Linked DNA regions of Mus musculus: all the other regions are linked to region 3. A link is a contact called in public Hi-C and Micro-C data. All regions are on one chromosome and are shown on one strand. Each heading gives the region's core, a stretch centred on a gene start, on an enhancer-like site or on the middle of the called end of the contact. The rest is flanking DNA. Distances are from core to core; before and after follow the strand shown.

Region 1 (4,976 bases), core at 11-2,510, 280 kb after region 3:
GTTCTGAATTTTTAACACAGCAATGGAGATGTTGTCACTGTCAGCAAACAAAGTATGGAGATTACTGGCTACTGCACATGGGTTGTGGGGGAAGGCAAATCCTTTTGAAGTTTCAACAATGAGAATTGTGGATTAATGCTAACTCTCCTTTTGAATTAAAAGACACTTCATTCCTTTATGGTAATATATACAACTGAGACTGCTCCTCACCTAAAACACCATTGGTTCTACAATCAGTATGTTATTAGAGTTATGACTTCCAAGTGATAGCCACTATGGGTGGGGGCTGTCATGTCATGTTAGAGCACTCGCCTTATGTGAAGAACTAAAGTATACCTCTTCCCACATTAAAGTAGTTTTTAATTCCCTGAATTCTGATGACTCTCCTATGCTCAGTATCAAGAAATTCCCATACTCTACGCTGACCAAATATAACTTTAGCTTCTCTACCAATGCACTGTTCCTAGAAGACCAGAAAGTAGACCAGATTTGGCCCATGGCATCAAGCATATGGTCCAGTTTTCCACTGACTAACAGCAAATTCTGAGGGTCTTTCTGGAATCAGATAACCCAAAGAGAAAGGCTCAGAGAGGTTGTGGTCACTGGTCGATGGAGAGCATCTGCTGCTTAAGTCACATTACAGGTCCCGAATTTCCCCCAGCTAATCAGAGTCACAACATAACACACCCCTTCCCTTTTCATGGAGACTGGTCCCAGTCTCAAGGGGGCACAGATGAATGCAAACACTTCCTGTCATTTACTCCCCAAGCAATATCCCTTCCCACAGGCTAGCTATGCTTTAGACAAAGGGAAACAAACACTCCAGACAGGTGTGTTAGATAACAGGTGCTCACTGTTTTACGTTGACATCAAGTTATTTCATTTGACGACACAGGGGTATACAGCCCTTCTTAGCATGACTTCTCAGAAGACACTTTAAACGCACATGTTCAGCACTCAAACACTGAGTGAATCTGGACTCAGTGCCCCAAACCTTGTGAGTTGGCCTCTCTTTGAGAGCCGCAGTCTTCTCATCTAGTTCCCCCAGGGGAAAGGAAGGCTTAGTTTTATCCTTCCTTGGCACTACCCAGCAGCTCCCAGAATAGACAGTTAATTACTGAAAATCTCTTCGACCTCACTCTGGAGAATTAGATCCTAGGCTCTGTAGCTTCACCTGACTCCCTCTGCTATGAAGGGGCTCTCTGCACCCCATGTGACAAACCTGCCAGAGCATCCTTCTGCAAGCCAGCTGAACCAGGGAAGGCAGGCTGCTTGTCCTCCTACTCAACACAAAATGGAGACAGAGCTGCTGGTCGTGACTACAGAGAAGGCTAAAGATGTCTTTGGTCTTTCATCCTCCCGCCCAGCTGCTGGAGAGCCAGGGGAGTCTTTCAATTCTCAAAGGAACCTCAGCTTCCTGACTCTCCTGCAGGTCTAATACTCCCTCGTTAGTCCTGAAATCCTATTACTGAAAAGGCCATGTGTTTGATTCACACGAGGCTATGGTGAGGCCCACACCTCCTAAAAGTGGCATTTTTCACTGACACATAAAAGACCCACGGTCATTATATATATGGTTACAAAGAAATTTTAGAAGTGCTGGTCTTTAGCCAGATCCCTGTTGTTCTGCAACACAGAATACAAGATAAATTACTGCTTGCTGCTTCCTAAGCAAGTGCTGAGAAATCTACTGCAGGGTTTTAGGAGAAAAAGCTGACAGTAAGGAGGAAACGCTGAGGCAATACTGCCCCCTTGTGGCAGCACAAAACCATGCAAATGGTGTGGACATTAAAACATGTTTATTAGCATATCAAATATTCATGTACAGTAAGTTGTCATTTATCAAACAAAATTTGCTTCTGTTGCGTCTCTCTCTGGTCTCTTCTACTTACCCGCATCCTCCCCCTGGGTTCGTCCCAGTCTGGTAGACCCCTTTCAAATGCTTTCACGCCACATGTGCCTTTTGGCCCTAGAACCCGTCTTGCTCCCCTAGAACAATCGCCTATCTGGTGTTCTAGAATATACACATTCTCACAACAGTCAACATTTGCCTGTGTGTAAATAAGAGTATTTAGTGTTTAGGATCTCCTACAGACCCAAGTTACAAAGGTCGAAAAGCCCACGGCTACCCTTTCCACTGGCCAGGAAGAAGCCCACTGATGTCATTTTTACCTCTGAAAATCTATCACAGTTTTAAAGGTCCTCCGATAAAAGGTTCAATGACCTCGCCTTCTGAACTATTCCGAAGTTTTCTCGAAATCTAATAAAATTGCCATTTAGACCATCATGTGCCCGTTTCTTCTAGTCCAACCTGACTGCTATTAAGAGGGAAAGCAGTCTCTGTTCCTTTATTTATTTGTACGTGGTCAAAGCCAGGGAGACAGGGTCACAGCAACTGTGGCTTAGGTAGAGGAGTTGATCAATTTTGTTCAGAAAATCTCACAGTGGGGACCAGCAATGCTATGTACACACGCTGGGACAACGTCTTCATGTGAATGTGCTGTCATCATTGTCTCATGAAGGCAGGTCCCTGGCGCTCTCTGAGGTTTTATACAAACCCCTCTCCTCAGAGGGCATTTCAGTGACAGGGATTGAATGGTTTCATCTAAACATTTGGCTCTTCACCCTTTTCTAGGCATATAACTAGAAAATGGAGTAACAGCTTATATTCTTTCCTCTTGTCAGTGGAAATTTGAACATAATTAATTATTACCATGTCTTTTTATCATTAATACAAAGGCAGCTTGATGTTTTTATTTCCATCTTAGACTTCTTTATCCTAATTTCTGTTGTTTTCATCTTTTTAAAGATTTGTTTATATTATTTTTAATTATGTGTATGGGTTTCTGTATGTCTGTGGGTCAGTTCACGTGAGTGTAGGTGTCCACAGAGGTCAGAGGCATTCCGTCCCCATGAGGCTGCAGTTACAGGCATTTGTGACCCATCTGAAGTGGGCACTGACAACTGTACTTGGGTCCAGTGCAGAAGCACTATCGATTCTTACCTGCTGAGCTATCTCTTCAGTTCCTATTTTCAATTACTTTAAAAATATACTTTAAGGCATGGGTATGTATAATGTTTGTATATATGTGTGTCCATATATGTATATGTACATATTCATGTATGTGAATGTGGGCTCACTCATACCATGGCCTATGTATAGGGATCATAGGGTAAATTCAGTTGTTGATCTGCATCTTCCATCTTGTTTGAGTCAGGGTTAAGTCTATGACCATAACACCTTGACTCTTTCTATCCTGTCTGATTTTACAAGGTGCACAGGGTCAGAGCTGATTTGTATTTGGAAGGGAGATGCAGTCTCTTCACTGCATATTTCAGGCTACCTGGCTCAAGAGGTTTAAGGGTCTCTTCTTTCTGTTCCTCCTGTCTCTTCATAGGAAGTCTGAGACTACAGATCCTCACACTGTACATCCTGCTATATGTGGGTTCTGTGAACTCCATCTCAAGTACTCAAACTGGTAAAAGCAGTTTTACGAGGTGATCCCTGATTCCAGTGGCTTTCTGCTGAGAGATTACATTTCCCAGCTTTTGCAGTTGACTATGGAAATCACTTCTGTCCCTATATAAGGGCAGCATCCCACTTTGTAGGCTAAAGCATTACAGATTCTCTGCTCTCATCTATAGATACACATAAATTGTTATGGGTATGTAGATCACTGGGTTCAGTCTTAAAGAGATTCAAATGCCTTTGGGGTAAGAATGATATTAAAACATTGTTTTATGCTATCCTACTTTATTGAGAAGGCTAACTCTGAAGGTGGAATTTGGTCAATTTGTCCCAGACCCAAACATGCTTGTTTCAAAGACTCCTCCAAAGTCTCTATCCTGAGACCAGAAGCCAGCCACCTGACTTCACAACGGGCAAAAATGCAGAAAATCAGAATCACCCTGGGAAAGATATTTTTGCAGTGGAAAACAACTAAGAAGTAACCTATTTCATACAGAGGTTACAAAAGACAAGCTGTTTAACTCTCTAAATTTCCTCCACTTTTTTCTTGTTTTTGTTTGCTGTCTCTAAAGCATTTGTCAAAATTTTAACTTTCTGGGTTTTTGGTTTTTGTTGTTGTTGTTGTTGTTTTGTTTTTTTGTTTTTTGTTTGGATTTGTAACTTCATTGAGTGTGATTTTAAAAAAAAATTGTAGATAATTTTAATTTGCTATAATAATCCATGTTTGTAAGACTGATTCACCTGTCTTTCCAGAAAAGGGAATTTGCTGGATGTGCTGACTTTTGAGATACATGGTTTGTTATCTTGGATCATGACCTAGTAGCCATGTGGCTTGCCACCCTCTTGCCTGGTGACATCAGGATAGAAGCATGCCATGTGACTTTACTGACATCTTGGTTAAGACTATCACATGGTGTTCCTCTAATTACTATCGTCTTCCCCCCTTTTTTAACTAAAGAGGCAACATCAGGTCTCCATAATGGCTTATTTTATGTTCCCTATATTATAGGGGTAGCAGCACACCTTCAAGATACTTTAGATTAGCATATAGTATGATCATATTGGTCCAGAGAATGATAAATAACAAATGAGCAGAAAACCATGAACAAGGTCTGTGTAACATATATTTGATGATTAATGTTTATAAATTCCCAATGTTCTCTTTGCTGTTTTTATAGAGATTTAACTTGGAGAAAGTGAGTAATAAAAAAAAATCTGTAATAGTTTTTGTAAAAGTATATTGTAAAAAGATCTCAAAAATGAGGCTCCTACTCTTTCTGTGGACCGTATTTATGATTTGGAATTTATTTTGATACTAACAGATTGTTAATTCAAAATTGTGAATTATTAAGACACAAATTTAACAGGGATAAAAGCACAAAATCCTAATCTCATCAAAGAAACCAACTTTTGCTGGACAGTGGTGGTGCACGCTTTTGCACGCTTTTAATCCCAGCACTTGGGAGGCAGAGGCAGGTGGATTTCTGAGTTCGAGACCAGCCTGGTC
Region 2 (4,415 bases), core at 875-3,374, 450 kb before region 3:
AATTATGGTTACAGAAGGGTCTACTTGGCTTGATGTGTTAGAGGTTCAAAGTCCAGAGAGTATATGTAGTTCAGGATTGGTTTGGTGCAGTCTGCCATCCCAAGGCCCAGATGATAATGGCATGTGTGTGTTTGGGAGCAAAATGGTCCTTTCTCCAGCTGAACACAAACACAGTGAACAAATGGTGTCTTATAGTCCTTTTGAGGGCATGGCTTTACTGATCCAAGTTCTTCCCAGCAGTTCCTACTTCTTCACATCACAAGAACACCCCGGGGAAGCCACACCTTTGTGTATGGATGTTTCAGGGTATTCATCCAAGCCCCAACATGTAGGATTAGAAGTGAGATCCACCAAGGCAGGAATAGTTTCATTTTTTTTTTTTTGAGTAGTAATTCCTGATTTGGTTCTATAAGGCCTGTCTTCAAATACATGAGATTGCAACACAATTTTTGAACCCTAAGTGGTCTTGTTCTATCTACTACCCTCTTTAAAGATTAAGGTACTGACAGACTGATCCAATGAGTGACTCTCTTGACTATGTATTTTATAGAAAATACTTCCATGTTCAATGGAAGAAACACAGCATTGGTATTCTGTATTTCTATCTTACCATATTTTCAGAGGCAACCATGGAACCGAGTGAGGCTGGAGTTTCAGTGTCTGGGTGCTGGATCACTGCCTATAGTTGTAGATTCATGTGTCGTCCCTGCAGACTCTTAAAAAGGGAGTTTTAAGGTATTTCTTAAAGAATTGTTAAGCCAGTTGTCAGATAATGTTTTCAAAGTTCCTTCTAGACCTAAAAGAAAAGTGTTATCACATAGTTTTCCAGAACAGGAAACTCAGGCCAAAGGGAATCCCTCTGGCCTTCCACACAGGTCCAAGCCTGGTTTGGAACATTCAAAACTCTGTCCAACCTACAGACCCCCAGGAGTCATTCTGCAAAGTGGTTAAACTCGCTTCCCTTTGTTTCTGTAATTGCCAGCTTCTAATTTATTTCCTTTGAGAAAGGGCTTATCTCACCATCAACTCATTAGCGACTTAATACGGGTTAAGCTGATTATAGGCAATGTGAACAGGGATGTTCCCACTACAGGGCAATCAGGATCATAATGCCTTAGGAGAATATCTCTCTTGCCTCTATGATTTTAGCAGATTCTTTTGGATTTGGTACTACAGGTAGAGTGCTTCCTCTTATCCTGCTTCTGGGATGCAATAATCACTTTGGATTTTATAGAAGAAAACACAGAGGCCAGGCAATATGAAGACAAATGTTCAAAGAGATAGGAATAACATTGTTTCTACATTCCTATTTGGTTTTCTGCTTCTTACATGATTGAAATATTTTAAGATTCAGTCTGAAAGAAAATGTGAGGGATATTACTGACGGGTGCAGAGATTAGCTGGGAAAGGGAGACTAAATCAGAAATAAGAAAGATTCACAACGACTACCCAGGGAGGAAGGAAGGAATTTGAAACCTATCCCAACCCAATCCCTTCCTTTTAGGCTGTCTCCAAGAGGCTAAAACATCTGGTGAGGCATGTCAAAGATCCAATCAATCATTCCAGTGTTTGGTCTCTAGGATGCCAGACATCTGGAATAACTATGTTTCTCCTTTCTTTAATTAAATCAACTGGATATTTTGGTTTTCCACAAAATCAGCTTCTGCCTGTATCATACACATCAGGGTCCTTTTGCAACCTTTAGAGTTCTGTTTAGATATGTGTTTATCTAGGTTGTAATCTCTCTGACTGTAACTGCAGATTTAAAATGGTTTGCATATCATACAACAATTTCTATGGAAGTATTAACAAAGAAATCAAAGAAGCACACTTGAATTCCATTTCTCCCCCCAAGGTATACTGAGTACACTTCTTGGTGACTAGAAGTGGAAGGGGTTACAGAACAATGTTAAATAATGACAGAGCTAGCTCAGTAGAGATGAAAGCAGACTCTTTGATAGAAAGACAGCTGGCACCAACAATAATTTTAACTGTGTGTAACAGGAACACACAATTTATATAATTTATGCATTCCTAGGTTTTTCAGTCCATAGGAATTTGGGCTGGTTTTAGGCTATTTTCAAATATCCTTTGCATTCCTATCTGGAAGGGCTGCTGGGCAGCTTAATGACTGAAGGGAGTTAAAAAGAGACAAAGTGAAACCACGAGCACAGACTGGTTTAATGGAATATCATATTTACCAGGAGAGAAATCAAGCCTTAGAATAGACAAAACAATGTTTATCACTCTAAATATGACAGAGAACAACTGAAGAATGTCGGGCTGACATCTCATGTCTCATACCTTCCGCTTTAATGATGCCCACATGGGACATTCTTGGCAGACAAGAATTGCTTTTTTAGGGAGATTCTGTTTTCTTTGGTTTTAAGGAAATGGAAGAAGAAACTACTATATGCAGCTGGAGGTTATTTTCTAAGACAGATGAATTATGATTTTAGAATCTTTGTTATAACCACTTGAGGCAAATGAGCCAAATATTTTACATTCATACTGTGAAAACTTGGCTACATATGTCCAAACATGAGGGCTAAACATGGTTTTACCAAAGGGAGCTTCCATTTCTACAAAAGGCCTATGTATATTCAGCCAGTCCAGTCACTAAAATCGTCAAATTCTGCTTTGATAATAGCTCATTGGATGGAGAGACTTTGTTTTCCTGATGGTTGGCTTTGCAGTGTTTTCTGCTTAAACCGTTTTCTATCACATGACAGAAGCTGATCGTACACACATGGACACAAGTTTACACTTATTGCCTCCACAAGCTTGTGAGGTAGACACTGTTATCGACTTCAATGATCAGAGACAGGAATAGGAAGACGAAGCAACTTAGGGAGATGAAGCAACTTTATGAAGGTTAGATAATTTAATTTAAACTGAGTATTTCTTTTTAAAATGTGTGCTTGTACATAAATGTATACTTTTAACTACATTAAGGGAATACTTTCAACAGAAAAGGTTACTTTAAATATTAAGATAATGGATTACTTTTTCAGGATATGGAGCAAAGTATACATAGATGCATATCTATAAATACTTTCACATTTTAGGCCACAGACCAATACATAACACATTATTGTGTAACTTCCTTATCCCTTTGTAGGATTAATTGACAACTTCTCAAATGTTAGACTGAATCTTACTTGAGTCATCAGCCGACTATTCCTGTAAAGGGCTAGTGGATAAAGGTTTATGACTTGTGGGCTGTATGCTTATCAAAATTATGGGATGCTGAGAAATCATAAACAAATCTGTGTGCATGTGTTTGTGCATGCATGTGTGTGTATGTGTGTGTGTGTGTGTGTGTGTGTGTGTGTTTGTGTGTCTGCATGCATGTGCATGTACACAACACTGCCTGTTTTAGTGAGCTTGTCAGTGAAACACTTAGGCTACTGTGAACAGTGTTACCAGCATCTCTTTCATTTCTGTAGCATGTGGACTTGGGATTGATGGATGGGACAGCAGCTCTACTTTTGTCTTCTGTACTGTTTCTCAGAATGGCTGAACCAACTCAGGCTAACCAATAGTGTGTAAGGGTTTGGGGAAGAGAGTTGATCGAAGCTGCTTAAGTGTTACCTTAAATCTGACTAGACACAGTGTTTCTCAATCTTCCTAATGTCGTGAACCTTTAATATAGTTCTGCATGTCATGGTGACCCCCAACCAAATTATTTCATTGCTGCTTTATAACTGTAATTTTGCTACTGTTATGAATCATAATATAAATATCTAGTATGCAGGATTGCTGACATGCAAGCCCCAACCAAAGGAGTTGTGACCCACAGGTTGAAAATAGCTTCTATGTAAGTCTTTTTAGGCACATTAGACACAGATAGAGAAATGACTGCTTCCATTATTATTATTATTATTATTATTATTATTATTATTATTATTATTATATTTTCTTTATTTACATTTCAAATGTTATCCCTTTTCCTCGTTTGCCCTCCAAAAACCTCTTCTACCATCCCCCCTTCTCCTGCTCAACAACCCACCCACTCCTGCTTCCCTGTCCTGGCATTCCCCTACACTGGGGCATGGAGCCTTCACAGGACCAAGAACCTCTCCTCCCATTGATGACCAGCAAGGCCATCCTCTGCTACATATGCAACTGGAGCCATGGGTCCCTCCATGTGCACTCTTTGGTTGGTGGTTTAGTCCCTTAGAGCTCTGGGAGGTGGGGGGGATTGCTTTCCTTTAATCATCACAGCCAGGACCTTAACTGCAAAGACAGATTCATTTGCAATGGACTTCAAGAATGTGTGTGCAGAGCCTCACCCTTCTACTTAGCATTGCTTGTGAGGAAGCAATACAGGTCCATGGCCCCAAATCTCATCTCAGTTTAAGCTACATTAGTGGGGGATAGAGGAGCTGTGTCAGGGTCAACACTAGGAATAT
Region 3 (4,554 bases), core at 1,491-3,990:
AATGAGGATCCAATATTGATGATGTCACAGAAACGAGAGATCTTGAACCAGACCAGTGACTCACTGCAATGAACATTTGCAAGTGAGGCTGTGTGGACAGAGGGAGATACTATGGGGCACATTGTGACATACTACAGCTCCCTCAATGAGATGTTTTCTATGTTTTGATGTTGTTGTTGTTTGTGTTTGTGTGTGTTTTTTTTTTTAATTGGGGGGAAGTTTCAAGGGTGAGGGGTATCCACCCTTGAATGAGGGGATGGGGAGATGAGGAGGACTAGGGTACATAATGGAAAACTCACAAGGAATTAATAAAAAGTTTTAAAACATGATGAGTGTAATGCGTTTTAAATGAACATCGATATTACATCTCTGTAAATATCTTAGAATCACAGAATCGCACAAGTTGAATTTGGTGATGTATGAATCATATCTCAATGATTTTTAAATCTGTGTTGTGTGTAAGAGTAGGCAAGAACGTGCTATGATGACTAACTGCTCTTTTTTTTTTTTTTTTTTTTTTTTTTTTTTTTACTGAAGAGGCATTTTATTGTCCATGATGACTGTCTTACGACGGAAACACTTACAAGGAAAATCACACAAATCCACAGAGGGACAGACTCAGAGAGGCACAGGGACTAACTGCTCGTATATGGTTTTCCCAATCGCCTATTAGAAATCAGACTCAGTCTCATTCTTGTCAAACTAAATGTTGTTTGGAGTATAGACTTCTCAGATGTAAAAGTCTGTCATCATCTTGAATTTTCACATCCAAGAAAACTTAAATTTTGGAGACATTGGAATGAGGTAAGGTTTCCTATCTGTGTTCTATCGGTCATGAAAGTTTGATCACACAAATTCGATGTCATTTTAATTACAATTGAGTGGAAGCTACTTCTCACAAGTTGTCTTCAATATCAATTAGATTTATTTAATTCTGAGATTAGTATGAGCTTATCTGTAAAAGGCCATCATATGCATCCCTTTACAGACACAACAAAGCCTTTAAAGAAAAAAAAAAGTGGATTCTCATTACTTTGTTAGCATGTTGGTGCTCCGAGCAAATGAAAGTTCTCGGATGCAGAGCATCCCTGATGAAGAGCATCCTCTGCAGGCTTCCCCTGCCCCCCGGAACCCTTGACTTCCTGACAAACACTTTGCAGAGAAGGAAAAATACCAAGGCTTCTTCTTGGCTTTGATTTCTCTGCAGCAGGATGCCTTAGACGGAATGTGCTCTCCAAGTGTACAAGGAACTTTCACGGGGGTCGGGGGTGGGGCATCGCTGAGGACCTGCTTTCTGCTCTCCTCTCTTTGCATCTTAGGGATGCAATCTAAACTACCCTTGAAGGGATGGCAGTGACATCTCTCTGAAGTTCCCCTAAACAGGAATTCTGGGAAAGTCCTCTCAGGACCAACAAGAGTGTTCCTACAATGGGCATCCTCCAGATAACACTGGTTTCTCAGTATTGAGAACCCAAGGACCGGCTCTCTGAGTATGTGTTTGTTTCAGGAGCAAAGGCACCCCTACTCCCCACCCCCTACCCCCACCCCACTCCAGTTTTCTGCTGTCTGTCAGCTCTCTTAGCCTCTTCATTCCTCCCTTCTGTCTAGACCCAGGGGACCAGAAAGGAGACTGTGGCAGTCTCTAAGAATACAGTATAACAGGTAAAGCTATTTGTTTGGTTAATTTCTCTCAGTTCAGTTAGGTCGTTTGGTCATCATCATGGTACTCTTGTATTTTATAAAGAACTGCCAGCTCCCAACAACACTCTCTTTCTTCCCACTGGAAACAGAAATATGTCCTCTTCAGGAATTTTCCACTTAACAGCCCTGGCTTCCCCAGCTGTAGCCTCACACACCAACCTGCAATGCTGTATTTATTTCCACTGCAGTTTGTCGGTTTTCGTCTTTCTTTCTTTCTTTCTTTCTTTCTTTCTTTCTTTCTTTCTTTCTTTCTTTCTTTCTTTCTTTCTTTCTTTCTTTCTTTCTTTCTTATCCAGCACAATGAGTGGTATTCAGTCATTTTAAAGCCACTCAACCACCCCCTACATCTTAGCTCTTTTTAAAATAATGCATACTTTCGAACAATGTCAGGGAGAGCCAGAAGCTTTTAAGCGACATTACAGTTAATTAGTTATGTCGCCATCACAGAATCATCAGCATTCTGGTCGTCAACTCTCCCCTCTTCTTCCCTCCCCTCCCCATTCTACCCCATAATTTTCTCATCCCAGACCCCTTTCCTGTCCTGTAAATACATTAAAGACAAACCTCACGGTCCATATTCTTTTCTCCCAATTGTTTACTTTTGCAAATTATTTCACTTGAGCAATATTTACAAACTATACAACAGGCCTGACGCGATGATAAGAGAGGAGACAGATTGCTTATAATCTCCGCTATAAACCAGGAAGAGAGCTTGCAAATGTGTTCCCAGCCCTGCATCAGCAAAGGCTTGCAGCTGAGCCCGATCTCAGCGCCACTCCCCACCACTCAAACGCTGACTGCAAAATTGGGGGCCCCTAATGCCAGCCCAAGGAGTTCCTGGGAGGGAGGAGGCATCCCAAGTCTCTAGTCAATGCAGGGAAACGAGGGCATTTAGGGGAGATCAGTTGCTGGTTAAGTTACAGGGACATGATGCTAGCCTTCTCTGATGAAGATTGTAGGATCCGTGACCACAAAAGCCTGCAGTGCGGAGCTCTGCGGAGTCTGCGACTAGCAGAAGGAGGAGGAGCCAGGAGGAGCCTCCCCAGTCTGGCAGGGTGGTAGCTTCTCAGACAGTCTGGCCTAGGGGCGTCACAGGAGCACAGCTGAGTGTCTGTAGAAGGAACTAGAATTTCGAAGATATAGAGAGGGGGGAAGAAGAGAGGAGTTTGTTCAAGCTGGGAGGGCGGGCCCCAGGGGGCGTATGCAACAAAAGAAGAAATAGATTGCAGCCTTGCGGGACACCTAGGGTATTTCTTTCAGGGGGCATTACTTCCACTTTTAGGCAGGAACAAGAGCTGGGAGGCAAACAGCAGCACAAGCTGACAGCTCCAAGGTGATCAAAGGGGACAGAATGAATGTCTTGCTCTCAGAGCTATTTATTACAAAGAGAGGGGTGCTCCTGGCCACGCTGAAGGGGAGAGGGATTAAGATCAACTAGAAAGAGACCGGCCTGTGCCTGGCTCCTTTATGTAGGAGCGGAAAATGGGCATGTATATTTTAATATATGGATATTTAAGTGTAGTTGCATTTGAAGAATGGTATTCAGTACAGGTTTAGTCCTCTCCATGGACACCACACACACACACACACACACACACACACACACACACACACACACACACCAGCAGCAGCAGCAGCAGAAGCACCACCCCACCACCATCACCACCACCTCCACTACCACCTATATGATATCCTTATGACTATAGAGGAAAATTCTACCTCCCACTCCCAAATGTTACTGTACTTATTAAACCGTCTCAGCATCCTAAAATGAATGGCCCAGGACTGGGACATTTTTATCCAGACACACCCCCAAAGGGACACTAGCTAACTTTCTTGGGTGTAATTAACCTTAAGCATCAAGTACACACACACACACCACACACACACACACACACACACACACACACACACACACACACACACTTCCGTGATTTGGGGAGAATCTGTCTTTTTCTAAGGGCAACAGAGCAAGGTGTAAAAATACCCTTCTATATTTTAGACAAGAAATGCCTACCTATCCAGGAGGCCTGTATGTGGGTCCTCCTTAACATTTGGGCAGAGCTCTATATGCCTTGCAAACTTCAGCATGAGGCTTGGTCCCACAACAAAGGCATGGGAAGCAAAGAGACTTCCTGGGCATTAGGTGCAGTCTCCAGAAATACAACGTAGCTGTCTAAAAAGTCTTGCCTGATGTGGAACACACTTTTGTACACGATAATGTGGACCTATGTGTATGCCCACAGCTTTGTCTGCCTCTTTACACTAAAAGTTTACAAGGCAAAACAATTTAACAGCAACAAACAGACTAGCTTTTACCCAAATTCAATATAAAACAATGGCATCTTCCATGAGATCCCACTTGCTCCAAATTATTCCTTTCCCCAGAAGGAGTAAATTTTATGCTATGATCATATGCACCTTATTTTTGTGTACATATATGGAACCATATAACATTTAAACATCTTAATTCCAAATATATATAACTTGATTTTTGTGTATTTATGAGACAGATTTTAAACATCTAAATTCCATATATATATGACGATTTTATGTATTTATGAGACAGAAAGTTTTTATATCGGAAGCTATAAATATGTCTAATTCTTTACACAGCTACACTGTATTTTGTGATGTCTAGTTTTTATTAATATTATAAGTAATGCTGAAACTGATTCTTTAGAAATTTTTGAAATGCATATTGGAACTCTATGAAGGCCACATGCACTAGAATCATGTTAATTTTTAACTTAATAGATACCATCAAAACACTTCTCAGAAGGACCAAGACACAACTTGCATGTGCCTAGACTTTTTCATTTATGTGTTCTCAAATGATACCTCAGTTTAAAA

The links. Hi-C and Micro-C count contacts between places; a contact is called where the count stands out from the background.
Region 1: a contact with region 3 is called in a Hi-C map of cerebral cortex, with 2.9 times the contacts expected there. The contact joins two enhancer-like sites. A contact is called at or near these places in 18 of 484 Hi-C or Micro-C datasets (adipose-derived mesenchymal stem cells, cardiomyocytes, cerebellar granule neurons and 8 more) and 1 of 115 datasets of contacts at active chromatin or transcription factors (astrocytes).
Region 2: a contact with region 3 is called in a Micro-C map of palatal mesenchyme, with 1.8 times the contacts expected there. The contact joins two enhancer-like sites. A contact is called at or near these places in 2 of 484 Hi-C or Micro-C datasets (palatal mesenchyme and uterus) and 1 of 115 datasets of contacts at active chromatin or transcription factors (embryonic midbrain).

What each region holds. Positions count from the first base shown.
Region 1 is chr1:81,313,550-81,318,525 of GRCm38.p6, reverse strand. All of the region lies in intron 6 of Nyap2 (neuronal tyrosine-phophorylated phosphoinositide 3-kinase adaptor 2), which reads right to left. Among named protein-coding and RNA genes, the nearest start is that of Nyap2, 240 kb to the right of the region's middle. Within about 2 kb of position 1,260, at least 14 of the 459 cell types and tissues checked have an H3K27ac peak or open chromatin away from gene starts, as enhancers often do. A contact at or near this core is called in cerebral cortex, where this site is marked.
Region 2 is chr1:82,039,355-82,043,769 of GRCm38.p6, reverse strand. No RefSeq gene overlaps it. Among named protein-coding and RNA genes, the nearest start is that of Mir6344, 90 kb to the left of the region's middle. Within about 2 kb of position 2,124, at least 26 of the 459 cell types and tissues checked have an H3K27ac peak or open chromatin away from gene starts, as enhancers often do. A contact at or near this core is called in palatal mesenchyme, where this site is marked.
Region 3 is chr1:81,591,962-81,596,515 of GRCm38.p6, reverse strand. No RefSeq gene overlaps it. Among named protein-coding and RNA genes, the nearest start is that of Nyap2, 520 kb to the right of the region's middle. Within about 2 kb of position 2,740, at least 153 of the 459 cell types and tissues checked have an H3K27ac peak or open chromatin away from gene starts, as enhancers often do. A contact at or near this core is called in cerebral cortex and palatal mesenchyme, where this site is marked.